Linked DNA regions of Capra hircus: region 1 is linked to region 2. The links are chromatin contacts, called in public Hi-C maps. All regions are on one chromosome and are shown on one strand. Each heading gives the region's core, a stretch centred on a gene start, on an enhancer-like site or on the middle of the called end of the contact. The rest is flanking DNA. Distances are from core to core; before and after follow the strand shown.

Evidence for each region. Hi-C and Micro-C count contacts between places; a contact is called where the count stands out from the background.
Region 1: a Hi-C map of liver shows a contact between it and region 2, with 2.1 times the contacts expected there. The contact joins the enhancer-like site here to the promoter of PFDN5 in region 2. A contact is called at or near these places in 4 of 5 Hi-C or Micro-C datasets (blood and liver).

What each region holds. Positions count from the first base shown.
Region 1 is chr5:26,571,364-26,574,063 of ARS1.2, reverse strand. CSAD (cysteine sulfinic acid decarboxylase) reads right to left here. Exons shown (of 15, transcript XM_018047688.1): 5 at 2,692-2,700; 6 at 2,151-2,266; 7 at 1,402-1,481; 8 at 1,034-1,088. Among named protein-coding and RNA genes, the nearest start is that of ZNF740, 17 kb to the right of the region's middle. Within about 2 kb of position 1,318, at least 1 of the 5 cell types and tissues checked has an H3K27ac peak or open chromatin away from gene starts, as enhancers often do.
Region 2 is chr5:26,460,431-26,463,130 of ARS1.2, reverse strand. PFDN5 (prefoldin subunit 5) reads left to right here and starts at 1,373. Exons shown (of 6, transcript XM_005679909.1): 1 at 1,373-1,563; 2 at 1,770-1,872; 3 at 2,175-2,206. The coding sequence starts at 1,492. ESPL1 (separin) reads left to right here. Exons shown (of 31, transcript XM_018047681.1): 31 at 1-3.

The DNA of each region.
Region 1 (2,700 bases), core at 69-2,568, 110 kb before region 2:
AATAAACTTACAGAACAGAAAGAGACTCACAGACTTGGAGAACAAACTTATGGTTGCTGGGGTGGGGAAAGGAGGATGAGAGAGTTTGGGATGGACATGCGCACACAGCTATATTTAAAACGGATAACCAACAAGGACCGACTGAACTCTGCTTAATGCTAAGTGGCAGCATGGACACGGGAGGAGTTTGGGGGAGAATGGATACATGTATCTGTAAGGCTAAATCCCTTTGCTATTCACCTGAAACTATCACAGCATTGTTAACTGGCTATACCCCAACACAAAATAAAGTTTAAGAAAAAATGGTGCTGCAACTATTTGCATGTGGTGATATAAACATATTTTTAAAATTTATACATAAGTACATAGTTGAGGCATTTTCATGTGCTTTACATACCATTAATTTCAGCCTTATAACAACTCCGTGATCAGTTCTATATCATGCTCATTTTGCAAAGGAAGAAACTGACACAGATACACCATAATTTATCTACTGATGAATACTAAAATGTTTCTTAAAATTTTACACTTCGCCCCAGTGCACACAATTCTAAGCACTTTGTAATGAAAATTTATGGGCTAATCCTAGTAGTAGGACTCTGAGTCAGTGGATAGATACATTTAAAAATGGCACAGACAGTGCTGAAATGCCCTCTAAGATGGCTGCAGTATCTCTGTGTCCCCCAGGTGAAGGGGCCTCCACGTCTCCCATCACTCCAAGTCCACGCTGCTCGCCCTGCACAGACCCTCCCAGCTCGCAGAAACCTTCTGTGCTACCCTCCAGGTCCCCAGCATCCCCCCTGCAGTGCTCCCTGCGACTCTACTCAGGGACTCAGTTCTGCCCTTGTCCCAGCGTCTGATCGGCAGGACTGGGATCACCCGGGAGGGAGGGGTCACTTCAGCCCGCCGGGAAGACGGGCATAGAGTGCAGGGGGAGAAGGGAGGGGTGCCTTGAGTAGGGCCAGTCAAAGACCCTCCGAGAAAGGAGCAGAGGGGCCCCGCTCCACTGGCCCAGCGCCTCCCACTCACTCACCTCGGCCTTGGCCAAGCTGATCTGCCTCTCCAGATCCTCAGGGATCATTTTCCCTCTGGAAGAGAAAACTGAGTGGGTAGAGAAGTAATAGATTCTCTAGGCTAGGCGGCAGAACTTTCAAGAGCAGGGTAACATGTGGTTAGCAATGGGGAGGCCGCAATGTTGATTTTTCCCCAAGAGGGGTAAACAGATCTCAGGGGACAGGGCGGAGACTCTAGCAGGCACTGGCAGACAGAAGAGGCAACCGGGAGGCAAGAGAGCAGGGAGAGAAGTCCGCCGCGGCGTGGGCCCGAGGCCAGAGCCTCTGGCAAGGGGAAGACATGTTGTGCCAGGCTGGGCCTGAGCCGCGCAGACAGAAGGACCTTCACCTCTCATCTGCCTCGACCACTCGGACACTGTCGGTGCCAAGTCCCAGAAAAGCGGCTCCTTTCTTGATGGAGTAATGACACTGTGGGGGAGGGAAGAGGGCAGGGAGGGTGGGGAGGAAAGGGACTGGTTAAAAATGGCTGGGACCCTGTAGACCAGGGCTTCTCAAACACTCACGTGCCTGCAAGTCACCAGTGTGTCTGGTAAAGAGGCAGATTCACATTCAGTAGGTCTGCACAGGGGCCCAAGGCTCGGCATTTCTAACAAGCTCCCAAGTGATACTGATTTCCCTGGTGGCTCAGTGGCAAAGAATATGCCTGCAGTGCAGGAGACACGGGTTCGACCCCTGCGTGGGAAAGCTCCCCTGGAGAAGGAAATGGCAACCCAGTCCAGTATCCTTGCCTGAAAAATCCCACGGACAGAGGAGCCTGGCGGGCTACAGTCCGCAGGGCTGCCAAGAGTCAGACACGACTTAGTGACTAAACAACCAGAAGTGACAGTGATGCCACTGGTCCATGGACCACACTCTCAGACTGTGTGCACGGCACTGGATGCCGCTCCGCTACCCCAGACAGCAGGCAAGGTGAACAGGGCCCTCACACAGCCCCTTTGGTTGGAAGGAAGCACAACCACCTACAGGGGAGGCCAGCCTCAGAGGAGAAGGGTCTGGGCAGGCTGAGTTGTGGGTCCCGGACTCAGCTGGCTGGAGATTAGAACCGGGAGCCCAGGGTAGGCCTGTGCCTCTTCCCACCTCTTTCGATGTGAAGAGGGCCAGGGGCGGCAGTGCCCGGAGGCCCCTCTGTTTGCAGTCTGGGTATCGCTGATAGCGGGCCAGGTTCACAGCATACATGTTGGAGATGGAGCCACCTGTCACAGGGAAGGAAGGGGTGGTGGCAAGAGGAAGTGGCAGTGGGTCAAAACTGGAGCTTGGCTCTCCAGAACTCTCCACCCAGAAGCACAAGTGACTGGCTACGTGGCCATGGGTTCCGAGGATTTGACAAATGGCATGCTAGTGACCCAGGATGGCAGCATCTGCAGATCTCCTGATCACCCCGCTCCTCACCCTGGGCCGATCCAGAAGCCTCCCTCCACCCCCCGCCAGGACGGCAGGAACCAATCCCGTGGACTGTTTTGCAAACACAAGGATACAGGAGACTGGGCAGCTTCTCTCTGGTTTGGCCCAAGCCCAGTTGGAGAAGAAACAAAGGAGAATCACCCCTCCTGGCCAGCCCAGAGAAAGAGGATGGCGGGGGAGGAGGAACTCTCGAAAAGGCCCCCTCCTCTTCACATACCAGGACAGA
Region 2 (2,700 bases), core at 124-2,623:
AAATCCTGTTTTGTGTAGTTTCTCTGAGAACGTTTGAAGATAAGATGCCCACTTCCCACTATATGGTTCTACAGATAAGAATAACTTGGAACAGTCCAAGTCTGAGCATTGGGAAGAAAGGCAAACCACAGGACCTGGCTTGGCCTCAGCAGACAAAGCTAAAGGAGAGCAGGGTATCAAAATGATCTAAGTGGGGACAAAGCCCTGAGGAAAGGTAGAGAGAGATCCATTGAGAATGTCTTGGCCAGGTACACTCATATCTATCTTGACTTCCTGCCTCTGGTATCCTCGGAATGACATTAGCTTTACTGCCTCAGTTGCCCTGCCCCCTCCTAAGTGGATATTGTCCTTCCCCCACATTCAGCTATTAGGCTTCTCAGTGCCATGCACTTTAGCAGCAGGTTCTGGAGAGTTTTTGTAGCTCAGATGGTAAAGAATCTGCCTGCAATGCAGGAGACCTGGATTCAATCCCTGGGTCTGGAAGATTCCCCCAGAGAAGGAAATGGCAACCCACCCCAGTATTCTTGCCTGGAGGAGCCTAGGGGGGTACAGTCCATGGGATCGCAAAGAGTTGGACACGACTGAACAACTAACACACACATACACATTGGGAAGTTTTGCGACTTACGTATGGTTTTCCTCTCCCCAACTAGATTGTTAAGCTCAGAACTATGTATCTTACACTCATGGATCCTTCACTTCTAGCACATGGTAAAACACTGTGTTGATTAATAAAGCTACTGCTGTACTGTGGGTCATAACGTGCCTCCTTCCTGTTCCCTCAACCACCAGACTCTGGCTTTATCTGCGCGAAGCATCCCTTTCATAATGCTACTGTCCCCCCTGTCCCTTGCTCCTAGAACTTCCCAAGCTTCTTCCTTGCCTGTTGTCACCAGGTTTATACCACCGCTGTGGTTATGGTGTTGCGCGGGTTTTCTCTAGTGGCAGGGAGTAGCGGCTACACTTCATAGTGGGTGTGTGGACTTATTTCGGTGGCTTCTCTTGTTGCCGAGCACAGGCTCTAGGCGCCCAGGCTTCAGTAGCTGCCCCTTGCAGGAGCTGTGCTCAGCAGTTGCTGCACAAGGGGCTTTGTTGATCCTTGGCATGTAGGCTCTTCCCGCACCAGGGATGGAACCCCTTTCCCTTGCATTGGCAGGCGGATTCGTAACCACTGGACCACCAGGGAAGTCCCAAGGCCTGAGTAAGATTAAGTTTCTTGAGCATAAGAATCCTGTTCGTTAGAACTTGATTATGCGAGGCTTGGGATATTTTGTGAGAAGAAAACGCCGCAGCCCTTTCTATTCCATGGGAAGTCACGCCGAAGATTCCGTACCCTCCGCCCCGCCGCGAGCCTCCTCCTCTTCTGGGTTGAAGGACCATAGAGACGTCTAGCGCTGCGAGGCCTCTAGGCGTAGCCATAGAGATACGCAGAGGACGGCTAGAGCGTTGCTCTCCCAGAGGGTTTCCGCTTCATAAGCCCTCCTTCCCAACATGGCGCAGTCGGTTAACATCACCGAGCTGAATCTGCCGCAGCTAGAAATGCTCAAGAACCAACTGGACCAGGTGGGGATAGGCTCCGAAAGCACCCCTTTCCCGCCTCACTTCCCTTCCCCCCCAGCGCGTACTTCCTTGCCCCCCACTCTTCCCCTCTTGGGGAGAATTCTCTTCCCAGGCGAAACCCCCACCCCGTCCCAGGACCCGCCCCTTCTCTGGCAGTGCCCGCTTCTCCCGCGAGCCCCCACCCTGACCCTCATTCCTGTTCTCTGTAGGAGGTGGAGTTCTTGTCCACGTCCATTGCCCAGCTCAAGGTGGTTCAGACCAAGTATGTGGAAGCCAAGGACTGTCTGAACGTGCTGAAGAAAAACAACGAGGGTACGGGGTAGGCGTGCGAAGGGAACCTGGGAGATGTGGCGAGCCGGCTTCTCTCTTCCCGCCTCCTAGTCCAGTTTTCTTACCTGAGACGAGAGAGCAGTCCATTACGTATTGTGTACCGCTGCAGGAGCCCTTTGCATGTTGCTTATCTAGAGTTGAAATGTCCAGGACATTTTCCTGCTCCTGTTGCCTCTGTTTTCGTCCTTTTCGTATAGTTTTCGGGCGCCGTGCCGCTTCGAAACTCCCTTTAAAAGTTGGAGCTGCCAACCTTCCCCACATGTTTGTCTTCATTGCTTTCACAGGGAAAGAATTACTTGTCCCACTGACGAGTTCTGTATCCTTTCCGCAGGAGCCTTTTCCCTGCCCTCTCGTTTTCTCCCTCACACCTAACAACCTTCAAAAAAGGGCGGGAGATTTTGATTATTCCAGAGTGCCTAGATGGTTCTGAGACTGCTGTTAACACAAGCTTAGCTCTGCTGTCTAACCTAAGGCCAGCAACTAATTAATGCTTGGTGAGCACCCAGGTGTATGCGTTTAGAATTGAGGTGTGATTATTTCCCTTTGCTCTCTGAGGATATAACCTAGTAGAGAGGTAGAACTGGTGGTTTACATTTTTACTGTAACTTAGAAAACATAAGCAATAGAATAGAGGATTTGGAAACAAAGGGGTTGGTTCTGTTTATTAATCCTCAATTTCAGTTTAATTATGGCTCTTATTCCTAACTGTTGTTACTAAGAAACCTGAATTATGTCTTACCTGTTGAATGTTGTATTTGAGTAAGTTATGGCAATAGGGCACCCATAAACTACCTGAGAATGGACAGGCTG